Linked DNA regions of Mus musculus: region 1 is linked to region 2. Evidence: chromatin contacts called from public HiChIP or PLAC-seq data. All regions are on one chromosome and are shown on one strand. The core of a region is the stretch at or near the end of the contact, and the rest is flanking DNA. Distances in the headings are between cores, read along the strand shown. Region 1 overlaps Creb5 (cAMP responsive element binding protein 5). Region 2 has its middle 11 kb from the start of Gm4872.

Region 1 (7,024 bases), core at 3,442-5,941, 430 kb before region 2:
TGAGCAGGTCAGACGCTGAGAGAAGATGTGCGGTGGTAATGGCCCTGTGGCTCTCAGTGTGGAGTGGTGACACATGACACTGCTGCTTTGCATTCGCCACACAAAGGGAAGGGACCGTCCCGTCCATCCTCGCCAGGGCACACATGAATGGAAACTCTTCGCTCCTGAAACCTACTCAGCTAGAAATGCTGGCAGCCAGGGTCCTGCTTGGAAACTGAGCAAGAGCTAAAGCAAACGCGGCCCCTCATTTAAGGAACATGGTTTGATCGGCATGAATGTGTGCATTGTCGGGATCTAATTGTGCATCCACCGTTTCTGGTAGACTGCTCCGATCTCCTGTAAAGCTCTCAAAGCGGGCGCACACCTGCTCCAGTTATTGAAGCTGGAAGATGGCGTGCTTCGAATACGTGTCCCTCATGAGTGGTAGCAATCAAGCTTAGACAAAGGAGAATGCCAAAACTGAGCAAACGTATACCTTATTGATGATTTTCTTTCCTTTGGAGCCATTTTCTCTTTGGGAGCCATGAGGAGGGAGAGTAGCCCAAAGTCAGCTGAGCTCCCAGTACAATCTCTGTGGCGCGTACGTTAGCTTGCAAACCTCGCTGCTCAATGCTGCAGTAGGCACCAAAGGCTTCCGACTGAAGTCTTTTCTAACAGGGATGATAATCACTCCAGTACAAATTAGGGGTGCATGGGGGCTCTTCTACTGGCCTCCCGACACTGTGTGCTTTTCATTAGTGTGGGTCCCTCAGTGGAATGCCTGACAGCTCACTTTAAATACACTTTTCTGCAAGTCAACTAGCGAAACTAATTAGGAACTGTGAAAGGCCATATTGATAGACTGAAATATATAAGCTAGCTCTGACAATTCGCTTAGAAGACTCCATACATCATTGGCCTATGTGCTGGGTGTGGGGCTCTTTTTTTTTTAATGGCTGTAGTATAAATAAACTGAAGTTAAATCTCACATTTTAAAATGACTTTAAAGAACCACACGCTTCCTGAAAGCACCATTTTCAAATTATATATAAACATGTTTAATCAGTCTCTAGTGCTCTGAACCGCCGTGGGATTTCTCAGGGCCATGACTGGGTGACCTGCTGACTGGTGTCACAGACCCTAGCACAGGCAGCATGAGACTGTGGTCTGAGCTATCTTCCTAGGTCGACAAGTTGGCTTACTCACAGCTAATCTTCCCGGCTCTCCTCGGTGGACTTTCTTCTATTCCCAGACTAGTCTCCTACTTCTCAGCTTCCACTCCAGCAAACTGATGGTTTAAACTGGACAGAATCAAAGTTAGTGACAAGGACAGCTATGAGTCAAATCTGCATGTCTATTGACACTTCTTGGTAGTTGTTCAAACAGCAGCCAAAGCACCCGGGCATGGCCGTGTGTGTGTGTGTGTGTGTGTGTGTGTGTGTGTGTGTGTGTGTGTGTGTGTGTGTGCATGTATGGCTTCTGTGTGTGTCTCATCTGCACAGTCATAGACTCAGCTATAGGTGGATACAGATTTCTCTCTCACCTCTTGTCATTTGGTCTTTCTATGCTCTGAATAGAGAACATGGCAGCAAGGGTAACAGTGTCAGTGACAGCAGCTGTGGCTACTTCAGTACTCTTAGGAAATACCACCGCCTCTGCTCTACAGGCCCCACTGCTGGCCCCATACCACAAAGCACTACCGAAGAGTTTGTGTGCTAGCATTACACAGCATTCAGGACCGATGGTCTCAGATTGATAATCTACAACAGTAGGCTGCAAAGATCAGCCAGGCTGACTGATAGCTGCAATAATACAACATGAAGGGTGGTGCCTGTGTTTGACTTGGTACCAGCCAACAGTTGCAGAATGTCAGAACTCATTTATTAATGGTTTGTTATACATTTGCAGAAAGGTGAGTGCCTGAATCAATTATCTAGGGATATCAAGCTGCTCTACCTGGCAACTTATGCACCAAGGACAGCCGAGTGATCTCGGTCTCTGTCTCTCTGTCTGAAAATTGTCAACTCCCAGCAGATACCTTTGAACACCATTTGTAACTTGGCTGGGCTTAAGGTGTTTGGTCGTGACTGAGACAGATGACCTCGGTGGTGCTGGAGGACCTGGCAGAGTGGTTATGGAAGATTTGGGTCCTGGATTAAAACTTAGAGGAAAGATTCCTGTGTCCGTGCCAAGGAACTGGGTCTGTATCTAATAGACATCCAGGAGCCATTCCATCCAGCTTGCTTTTACCGAGTGCTATGGTTTGAATAGAAAATGCCTCCAAAGGCTTGTTCCTCAGCTGATGGCACTATTGAGGGGAGACCACATTAGGAGAGAGTTAACTTCATTGATGAAGTAAATGATAACTTCATCGATATGGGTTATTAGGAGGTGAGGTCTAGTTGGAGGAAGTGGGTTGCTTAGGGTTTGTTTTTGAACGGTGTATCTTGTCCCCAGGTCTGTCTGTCTGTCTGTCTGTCTGTCTGTCTCTCTCTCTGTCTCTCTCTCTCTCTCTCCCTTTCTCTCCTCCCTCCCTCCATCCCTCCTTATTTTTCCCCTCTTTTCCTAGCTTCCTCGTTTTCTTCTCTCTTCTCCTCTCCCCTTCTTTTGTCCCACAAATTGAGCACATGATACATTTCCAACCATGATGTTTGGGCACTGTGGCCAGAAACCTATAAAATCATCTGCCAAGTCACATGTTTTCTTTAAGTTGCACTTATCAATTGTTTTGGTCACTGCAATGAAGCTGAGGAACCACTGGATGACAAAGGCTGATGGCAGGTCCTTCCTCTGGCCTGGCTTGCTCCTTACACAGAGCTCATCTTACATGCAAAGCCACACAATCACAGACTACACCAAGACCAGGAAGGTTTGCATTCCTTAGAACTGTCTGTGCCCGCCATTCTGTGCTTCCGCACATCCCCAGGTTCCAATCTACAGCAATTACAGATGCATTCCTGTACAGCAGAGTTTATTTCATTTTTCTATTTCTCCTTACACTTAGGGTCTATCATGATGCCTGATGCACAGTAGAGCCATACAAATGTCTAATAAAAGGATTAATAACAATAAACAGCAGAAGTACACTCTAGTGTCCAGGTCATGTGTTTTAGGGGCCATCTGAGTCATGGTTAGGCCTTTGGCTGACAGCGTTCACTCTGTTCATAGTGGGAAACCATCAGAGTGTGTGCTCAGCAGAAACGCACAGGGGTCATAATTTAGTTCATGTCCCCAAAGCACAGATTGTGGTATTTCCAGCTTAGTGAAGCTTTTTCTTCATTACTATGAGCTGACGTGTGCTCCTACACAACACTTCCAGATTCACAGTCCAGAAAAACTAATGTCATCTTGTCTCTTCCTGCTCCAAATCCTCCAGTTATTCCTACTGCCCCAAAAAATAGTGATCATTTCCCGTGTGGCGTTCCAGAGACCCCTGGATGTTAGAACCGAATGTGTCTCTCTACCAAGGCCTCCGGTCTCTCTCATACCAATCCACACTCCAGAGTAGCAAGTCTGCTGCTGGTGGGGTCTTGAGGAGCTGCTTGTGTGACGCCCGCCAGTCAACCCTCCTCCACAGCCTGTCAAGGGAAACTGAGACAAGGGCCCATCACACTTCCGATTATCTGCTCAGTTTCCGCCGCTCTCCTAAGACTTCTGTCCAAGTGCAGAGGACGTTTTCCGACAGGAGCGTCTAGTGCACCTTCTCTCCATGCCTGTGGCACACGGATCGTAAACCAGTCAGTGCTAATATCCCGACTCCCCAGTCTGCCGAGGCATATGTTTGTCATATAAGATCATATAAGCCACATGTTACTGCCTAACCGAGCCAGCCTCAATGTTTTGTTTATCCCCACTTGGAATGGTCAAAGTGTAACCAACAGAGTGCACTCTAAGACATCTACCTCCCCATCCTTACAGGTAAGGTGGGGAGAAGGCACAGTTCTGGGATGCTGGGTCCATGAGGAAGAGAGTGTTCTAGGAGATTATTAAAAAGTAGATGTCCCAGTTGCTGTGGCACCTGCAGGGGCAGACACAAGAAAAGGCTGGGCATGGTGTCTCAACACTGTCTAAGTCGGATGTCATTTGATATTGAGTGGAGATCGAAGCATCCCACAGCTCTGTAAAGTAGGGGGTCCAATCTTAGAGATCTTGTTGAAGGGGAAAGGAGAGTAAACTTTTTTTCATGTTCTTGCAGCGCTAACACTGTTAGCCAGGGGCTGCTTGCCAACAGGCTCTTGGCAACTGACTCATTCCTCTGTCTGGTTAGTAGGAAGTGTAGGTAAAATATGATCCATCATTCATCCTTAATGAATCTGCGGGTGACAGCCTGTCACTGCATGGGAGGCAAGAGCATCAAGGTACAGTCCCACAACTACGGCTGCCATCCCTCACGGATCCTGTCACAGAGCTAGAGGAAGTGAAGGACGCAGTTTTTCATCACAGAGCAGGTGGCCACCAGGGGTGTTTAAAGGAGCAGAAACCATAGAATACTGCAGTCCCAGCCAACCACATGCTCTTTCTTGCCATTCCGGCCCTCACGCAACACTTGAATTATTCACGGCACATGGTGCCATCCCTGTTCACAGGCAAGAGGGGCCACAGCCCGGCACAAACAAACTGAGGGCCTTTGGTGGAGAACGAACGGCAGCTCTCTGGCTTCGAGAAAGCTGGTGCAGGGTGCAGCAGAGGGGCCTGTGGTCTCAGCTGTGATCTTACCTCACTGTCCCCTGCAGTGACCTCACCCAGCCACAAAGCCACTATTCATGGAGAGGGGCTGGAGCATGGCATACAAAAGCTTCATTTAGCCACAAAAACATGAATATTTAGCCTGTTTGATTAAAAATGAAACCTAGATATTTGGCTTTTGTGATTTGATGAGCTTGAAGGGGTTTTTGTTGCTGTTGTTAATTTCCAAGACTAACCTTGAAAAAAATAACAAAAAATGTATCTTCTAACTTGTATTTAAATGAGATTTCATATTTCCTGAAAGGCTAGCCTTCTCTTCTCTTTCACCAAATCCTTAGCTCCCACAGATGCTCTTACTTTTAAAGTCAACCATAGACAATTTAGCTGTCAATTTTTCTTCAAATACAGATAAATATTTTTTTAAAGAAAATGTATGGAAGCCTTTTATTTCGGTGGAGATGGGACACTAAGGTAGCATACTTTGTTGAGCTAAAATGTATTTTTAATAATTTTGAAGTTTAGAAGGATGATCCCACACAGATGGAAACATGCCATGGGAGTTTTTTATACAAAGAAAAGAGGGAGATTTCACTTACAAATCTCTGTCCATAAAAATGTCCCTGGGATAAGTATCATAGCCACTAAATTGCCTGACGTATTTAACTATGCAGTTCATCGCAGGGTGAAACTGGATGCCCACACGTGTCCAGAAGCACTCAAAATCAAATTTTAAATGCCATTTGGTTATTTTTAAAGTTTCAATGGCTGCTATTGGAAGAGGAATTGGACAGAGGGTTCCACAAGCTTCCTAAAGGGCACCTGCGGGGTGGCTGGAAGTTTCAGTCTCTATAATACCTGTGCCTTGTTCCCAAAAAGAGCCAGGCAAACAACACAGGGAAGAAAATAACCACCAGGCCGAATTCTCACTGTTACTGATGCTTGCTCATGGTTGGTGTTCCTACCAGTGGAGTGTGTGTGTGTGTGTGTGTGTGTGTGTGTGTGTGTGTGTAAAAGAATACTTTCAAACAGTATAGACAATATTTTTATTTTTCCACATAATAAATTACTGTGCTGTGATCATTTATTGGTTTAGGAAGCATGACTTTTAGCTGCCGCATCACATTCCACTCTTCCCTTACTAACAGGTACTTAATGATTTCCACAGTGCTCAACGGCAGGGCTGAAGTGGATGACCGGATTGTAACCTCCTGCCTGCACCTGGGACTATCATTTTCTGGGCAGATTCTTTGGAGCAGAACTGGAGGTTCTTCTCCAAGGTTTATGCCCTCAAAGTACCTGGCACCTGTTCCCAAACTGTCTCCCAGGAACTAGGACCAGGTGTATAAGGTTTGAATGACATCCACTCTGTCTATACTGACTCTCAGTATGGTATGGCTCAGTACCTCTTAGGCTAGCTCTTCCCCAAAGACATGTTTAATTTTCCAAGCTATTGACTCTAGTAGTAAAAAGATTTCATTAAAAAAAAAAAAAGGCCAATGAGCAGAGACAAGATCAGTTCTTTCTTCCATCAGCATCCTGCCAGGTATGAGAATCCCACTTCGTCTTCTAATCACATCAGAGGTTACCCAATACTGTTTGAGAAGGTAGACAGTTTATCTTGGAAGACGACATTGTTAGAGATCCTGTCTCAAAAAGCTATATAGATGACAACATTTGTTAAAGGAGCCACACTTAAAATGTACAGCAATTAAGGTTGTTATTTAATTGAAATCTAAATTAAATCCCATTGGAAAGTAATAATTTTGTTAATGCAGATGAGATCAATGCTCACCTCACAGTTCAGATTTGTATGTGGCTATTTTCCTTAAAACTGAGTATTCTTTTATCACAAAGCCATAGCTGATGAGATGGCTCGGTAGCTAACACTGAGACCTGAGACTAAACGCCTAGGCTGTAGAGTGGGGCATAGCATTTGTAACCCCAATGTTCCTGTGTTAAAGAAGGTGGAGCCAGGAGACTCCCCAGGAGTTCAAGGACCAGCTGGCGCAGTGCGTGCTACAGGAAACAGCAGCCTCACCATCAGAGGCTGTCTTCTGACTTTCTACAGATACTCTACGGCACACACATGCGTGCACTCACACACATGAACCCATCTCCCTCCTCCCCCCCACACACACACAAATTACTGTCACGTATCTTTTGACACCACATGACAAAGAAGTGCGATGTCACTTCTGGATGGTCATTCTTTCTGCAAATGTCTAACATTTGCATACACTTTCATAACCTTAATCTAACCACAAGGAAACACAGACTTAAGAACACTCGACCAGAGAACTGACCAATGTGATTTCAAAGGTCAAGATCATAAAGGAAAGACTGAAACTTAGTCATGGGT
Region 2 (6,749 bases), core at 211-2,710:
TGCAATAGAGGGGTGATTAGGGAGAGAAAACAGTAAGTCTCTCTTAAGGAACAATAATAAAAAAGGTTAAGGAACCATGAATTAGCCCAGCCCACCACAACAGCAAGAACCATGTCTAGTCAGCAGAGGGTAGACAAAGCGCTCAGCAAGTGCTGATTCAGTAATGAAGTAAATGGGTGAAATTTCAAGTAGACAGACTGGGCCCTGTGCCAAATGAGCACCTGGCTAGCCCACAAAGTAGTGAGCAGCCCATCTTCAAGCATTCAGGCAAAAGCAACAAGGAGAAGTTTCACCAGAAGTGTGTCAGGACTTGTGCAGAAATATTTGTTCCATTCTATCAATACATGGCATACAAATGTCACTACACCATGAACACTCTTGTACATTGGTCTAGCTGCTCTGGTTTTTTTAGACAAAGCAATGCAATCGTTTGTAGGTCTAAGTGTCTCTCAATGATCACGTGTGAACCACAGCCATCACTCGAGAATTTCTACTACCAAGCCTTGGAAATATCTCAGTCAGTAAAGTGCTTGTCAGAACAGCTCCCTTGTTTAACAAACGAATGAATGAGTGGATGAACGAATACAGACTTATGGCACATGCTTACAATCCCAGTGCTAGGTAGCCAGAAATAGCTGGAGCCCCAAAGCTCCATGGTTGGCCAGCCTTTAGTCAGCAAGTTCTAAGCCAAGTGGGAGACCTTACCTAAAAGGGGTAGTGGGGGCAGCACCTAAGAACAATACCTGAGGTTGGCCTCTGGCCTCCACATGCATGTGTATGTTCACACGCGCATACATACATACACACACACACACACACACACACGAGAGAGAGAGAGAGAGAGAGAGAGAGAGAGAGAGAGAGAGAGAGTGAGAGAGAGAGAGAGAAAGAGAGATTTCTATCAAGAAGCCACTGTTCCTGTCAGCCCATCTTCCAGCTGGGGACTGTCAAGTCATGCATAGCATCTGTTTTGTTTGTTGTTTGTTTTTGTTTGTTTTTGATCTCTTAGTTCTACTCTCTTATTTCAAAAGAGGTCAATAGTATTAAAAATCAAATAAATTTTCAAAGACTGTGAGTCTTAGGTAAGTCATACTTTACTTTCAGTCTGTCATGAACAATATTTCTAGTGTGGTCCAGTTACAAAGCTTGATGGGGTTTAATAGCATTAGAGATCAATGGTCCCATTGGAAAAACAAATTAAGCATGCAAAACAGGGGCAAAAATTAAGCCTTGTGTTTACATAGGAGATAGTTTAACCTTCTCCTCAATTACATAAAATTTGGGTAAAATGGCAAGATAATTGATGAAAGAGCCTATAAATCTGAGCCACTAAAAGCAGCTGGTGTTCCATCAACAGTGTGGGATGCCAAGGAAACCTTCAAAACAGGAAATATCAGACCCAAGCAAGAGGCTGGCTGTGATAAGTGTGCTTTTGCATTTAACACAATGATTTACAGATGTCCTCAGAAACCCATGGCAAAGCAGGGAATCGTGGGCTACACTCACTCTAAGTGGCCCTAACTCCACAGGTAGGATAGGGAGGTCCCATGGCATTGCTCAGCTGCTGTCAAGTCAGAGGAAGTGACAGGAAATGTGTTTCATGGTAGTGTGTCCTGAAGACGCAACAGCTCTGCAAAGCCACCATTTATAGAGCTCCATTCACACAGAATAAGTTTAATTTGAATAGAGCCACATGGGAAGCACCAGCCAACAAACTGTGAGCCCTACTTGTGAAGGAACAGGGAGAGCATTGATGCCTTGCTCTCCTGATAACACCAATTAGTACCAAGGGTAGAAATGGCCACATTATGGCGTGGAGGGAGAGTAAAGTTCTAACTCTGGCAAAGAGGCTACTTTCATGGGTAAGACTATATATGAAACATCTTACTCTAGGAAGCCTTTTTAAGGGGGGGGGGGAGGAAGGGAAGAAGGAGAGACTGATGGAGGGAGGGAAGGGGGAGAGAGAGAGTGAGGGGGGAGGGGAGTTAAACAAGAGGACACATTGGCAAGGACTCAAAATTGCTGCGGTTCCGATTTTTATGAATGTTTAACTTTGAATCTGGCTCTGTTTTCTCAGTGCAGGAGCCTTGGGCAGAGAGCCAGCCCCAGAGGAGCAGCCTTAATTCAAAGACTTTGCTCACCAGTGCCACTCCACACCAGCTGGAAGGCCAGTGTGAGGGTAAGCTCTGGAAACTTGTAGAAATACAATCACCAGCAGATCCCCTAGTGTGTGACCCAGCACCAGCATAATTATAACCTGACCTACACTGAGGAAAAGCCAACGATGCAAGGACAGGTGGCTTCAGCTAATAGACTTGAAAATTGTCACTGTTCTGTGAATTGAGAACGATCGATCCTTTTAGAGAGAAAGTGCCCAATACGTTGATTGGAATTAATCTATCAGAAGGCTTCTGGGATCACTGCTCTTCCCCTGGGTGGTTGTGGCAGAACCTTGCCCTTATGAATAAGATTTCAGGGGACCAATCACTGGGCGAGTAGTAGGTGGGACTTCCAGGTCAGAGAGAAGAAGAGGCAAGGCAGGAAAAAAAGGGTCTGCCCTTTTGGATGGGGAGGACGATGGAGTCAAGATGTAGGTAGCAAGGATACGCCCCTCGCCTACCCCCGCCCCCATTCTGGTGGCAGATCTGTTGGGATCCACTACCAGAGGATTTAACTTAGAACGGCTTACTGTTAGGATGCCAGTTGCTGCACCCAGTGATTGTGTTGCCTTTTGATGCTAAACTAAGATTGTGTGCTGTTTTCCTACACAAGAGACTCACCTGGGTTCCAGAGAAGAAGTACAGTGGCAGGGCACCCCAACCAGCCAGGGGAATTTAGAAGAGTGGGGCTGGCATTGTAACAACCTGCCATGGGAACTTATTGAGCTGGGAGGAAAGATTTCAGAGCTTCACGTCAGAGAGATGAGAACAAGGCCCGCTGGTGTCTTCACCAGGATAACGTGGACTGCTTATTTTTATGTTTCCTGCTACACGTGACTGTCACAGTTGGGTCACTAAGGAGCTTGTGAATTTTTAATGCCTACGGCCCTTCCTAAACAAACTCCTGAAGCAGGGTGCATTCTGGACAATCCCCTAAAATGCTTAATTCTGATAATATTTGAGAACAGCTATCCCAAAGCAAAGTGCCTCCTGACATTATGAGGTTGCCAGTGGACTCCGTCTCAGCTTGGAAGGAGCTGTGTCAGTAGTAAGTACTCAACAATTATTACTTTGTTATTGCTGATTAGAAAAAGTCCTCAAAAGGTGTTTGACAGTCAAGGGATCCTAATGGAGAAAAAGGAAAAACAGATGCAAACTTGACCACACCTTAAAAATACAGTGTTTATTCGTGTCATTTTGGAAGCTATTTTCTTGCAAAGGATATCTGAAATTCCTTGAGAGTGAAGTCTGCCCCTTACTAAAATTGACAAATGAAATGTAATCAGACCCCTTTTGTGTTTGGGGATGCCTTGATGGCTCTGTGGCTCTCAGATCTTTCCTGTGGTCAACCACAAGCAGGATGTACCATGAAAAAAATTTATCAGTTGGATTTTACTAAAAAGAAAGTCTAAGGCAAGAGAACCTTTAGACTGAGGCATAGTAGTTATGGAAGGCAACCAGCCATTTATTTGTCTTGCTCCCTTATATTCCTTGTGGCTCGATGGATGTAGCAGGTAGCTGATTGGATTTTAGGAAATCCCGAAAGCAAATAGGGGACAGGCCCACATGTATGAAGGGTACCACAGTTATTTAAACAGTATGCCTCCAAACAGAAATACTTATTTTGATATTTTGATCTCTTAACTAATAAGTTTGATGGATTATGAGCACTGATGCTAAATTTAATACCGGGCCTAAACAAAACCAGACTTTCTCTTTAAAGGGAAATGCAATACAAACCCATTTATGTCCAAATTGGTTCTCAAAGAACCCTCTTATCTGCCCCAAGTAAGACAAACAATTTTCATATCTCTGCTTGTGTTTTCTCTCTCAGGGGTAGGTGTAAAACTACTTCACTGAGATTTTGAGAACCCCTGTGTACAGATGTTAAAAGTTGGACGAATATCTGCTCCAAGCCTGTTCAGCAGGATGTGTGGCCGCAGTAAATAGACAAAGGAAGGAAGGAAGGAAAATCTCGAAGGGGAACTGATTGCAAGGACAACAGAAATGTCAGCTAGTGGGAGAGGTGGGAAGGGTGGAGACAAACAAGATGCCAGTAATAGATGACATCTCAACACAGGCCACAGTGATGCTCGAGTTACACTCTAGCAAACGTTTAATCTGAGTAATCATGTGTTACCAAATACCTACTGTGTACAGACAACACCATTGCCTACGGTAAACACTGGATCTATACAGTTCAGGGCCCTCCCCTTCAAAGCAAGCCGTTGTGTTTTAATGCAGTTTATAAATCAGGTCATCAAGTTGTTCTGAGCTCCGTGACAAAATGCAGATTCTCGGGTTTGAAATATTTCTTGGAGCCAAAATTTATAACTTTTGAGAAAGACTAATGCATAGCATACTTGAAAGAAATGAACATGGCTTGCTTGGTTATGTCCACGCTGCTTTTCAGAATCAAAGCCAGATAAAACCAGCTGAATACGATGCCTGTGTATTTATCTGCTGATTCTATTTACCTGGGGCTTTCTTTCATTGAGTGGAGAAATAAAGGGGGCTAAAGTGGCATTGGCAGGGTAAGGAATAAAGAGAAGTCAGTTGTGGCTAAAAACCATGCTTATAGTGCACTCGGGACAAAGCATGTTATGATGGAGGTGGTTAGAGGAGTTTACAGTCTATACCAAGGAGATTTTTATGACCTGAGGAAAAATGGCTTTGATAACTCCTATCATCAGAAGCCTTGCTAATGGTTTGACTACAATTTTTAATAGCTTTCTGGCTACTGTGTAGGGAAAGGCTCATAAGGGAACAACAGAAGCAAATATGTTACTCAGGAAGGTTACTGTAGCTAAGACTAGAGAAAATGATGATGTGTGTGGAAGAGGGGGTTAGAGGTGGGAGATGTGGGCATGGTAGGGGTGCTTTCAGATGGAAATGTTGACAAGTTTTAGTGATTCGTCATGAAAGAGTAAACAAAAGGGAAAGCTAACTAGTTCTAGCTAGTCTTCTACTCCAGGCATTGTTGAATGGCAGAGCCGATTACTGTGACAGAATGATTGTAAGGGGGAAAAAAAAAAGATGTAATGAATCATGGAGCAGTCTTTCTGTTTGTCGCTGGAAAACTTGAGTTCCCTATTAAACATCTGTGTGGAGATGAGGCTAACAAGATATAAAGAATCTGAACAGAAGGTAACAGAGCTCTGGGTCTGGAGAGCCAGATTTGGAAGGCTTGGATACTCGGGTCACACTGAAGACATTTATGAGAACATCCATGTTAAAAAAAATATGACTTGGGATTAAGATGAATCAGGCATGTTCTCCAGAAACCTCCAGTACCTGCTCGTCGTTTAGGGGGTAGGAGCCCTCAAAGAGGCAGAGAGAAACAGCCCGAGGTGCGAGTGGAAAATCAAGAGTAGGTGACCGTATTTGAGGTAGTAGCTACTTTTTCTGTTGCTGTTATAAAACATCATGGCCAAGGCAACTTATAGAAGGAAGAATTTACTTTGGTTTATGGTTCCTGAGAGATAAGAGTCCATCGAAGAGGTGAAATACGATAATACAGGGCAGACATGGTGGTAGGAGCAGGGAGCTAGCTGAGAGCTCACATCTTCAATGACAAACAGGAAACAGAGAGCACGACCCGGAAATGACACACAGTTTTGAATGACAAAGCAAACCCTCGGTGACATAGTTCTCCTAGCAGGGCTGTACTAACTAAACCTCTCCAAACAGTGCCACCAATTGAGAACCAAGTCTTCAGATACCTGAGAAAATGGAGGACATTATTCATTGAAACTACTGTAGACACTGTGGAAGGCCAGTTTGGGTTTTCACCACTTGATTAAAGCATATTGCCCTCCCGCCCATTTTCACAAATGAATCTAGTAACTAGTAAGTTGATTCACCCCGTTTGTATGAGTTCTGTCAAACAGAATGGAATCTAACCTCCACACCTGACACTAAGGAATTGTTTGACAATCAAAATGGGGTGAGAAACTACTAATAACTAACTCCACATATGCTGAGCTTTGATCTCTGCCTGTTTCACAGACATGTGACTCAGGATCCCACATTCCAAAGAAGACTCACGCTGGGAGCTGTAGTGCTCTGGGATCCCAGCCTCAAAAAATGTTAATAATTTTATTCAAATGTTTTTGTAACACAAGCCCAACAGAACAATGAAGCTCACCCTGGGGCTTAAGGCCTCTGTATAGTAGCTTCCTCACTAGGATGGATGGGTTCCCTGGCCCCTGCCCATTGATCTCTGCTACCCTTTCCCCCTGGCAAGAGGCTGCACATAAACACAGCAAGAGTTCAATGTGAGCACGAATACAGTGCAATACCTTGCTGGGCGATGGCCACATTCTTAAAAAGGTCTAAAGTTACCTATGAATCACTCTGTATGAGAAAGGATGCCAGTAAATAACAAAGATGTCATGCTGGTTGAGGGGTTGAGGGAGGAGAAGATGGAGGGAAGGAAGAAAAGGTAGAGGGATGAAGGGAAGAAGTCAGAAAGATGGAGAGGGAGAAAGAGAGGGAAACTCACATGTAGCCATCCCTGCCCATTTAGTGCACGTTCCAATGTTAAAAGAAGAGATTGGTGAACAAGAAGAGGAAGAAGAAAGGCTCCAG

What was found. HiChIP or PLAC-seq counts read pairs in DNA pulled down with a chosen protein or histone mark.
Region 1: a contact with region 2 is called in an H3K27ac HiChIP or PLAC-seq map of oligodendrocyte precursor cells, with 4 times the contacts expected there. The contact joins two enhancer-like sites. A contact is called at or near these places in 1 of 15 datasets of contacts at CTCF or cohesin (pro-B cells), 6 of 484 Hi-C or Micro-C datasets (cerebellar granule neurons, embryonic cerebral cortex, embryonic fibroblasts and 2 more) and 2 of 115 datasets of contacts at active chromatin or transcription factors (oligodendrocyte precursor cells and pancreatic cancer cells).

Annotation. Positions count from the first base shown.
Region 1 is chr6:53,635,483-53,642,506 of GRCm38.p6, reverse strand. All of the region lies in intron 7 of Creb5 (cAMP responsive element binding protein 5), which reads right to left. Among named protein-coding and RNA genes, the nearest start is that of Gm33392, 46 kb to the right of the region's middle. Within about 2 kb of position 4,691, at least 36 of the 459 cell types and tissues checked have an H3K27ac peak or open chromatin away from gene starts, as enhancers often do. A contact at or near this core is called in oligodendrocyte precursor cells, where this site is marked.
Region 2 is chr6:53,207,007-53,213,755 of GRCm38.p6, reverse strand. No RefSeq gene overlaps it. Among named protein-coding and RNA genes, the nearest start is that of Gm4872, 11 kb to the left of the region's middle. Within about 2 kb of position 1,460, at least 18 of the 459 cell types and tissues checked have an H3K27ac peak or open chromatin away from gene starts, as enhancers often do. A contact at or near this core is called in oligodendrocyte precursor cells, where this site is marked.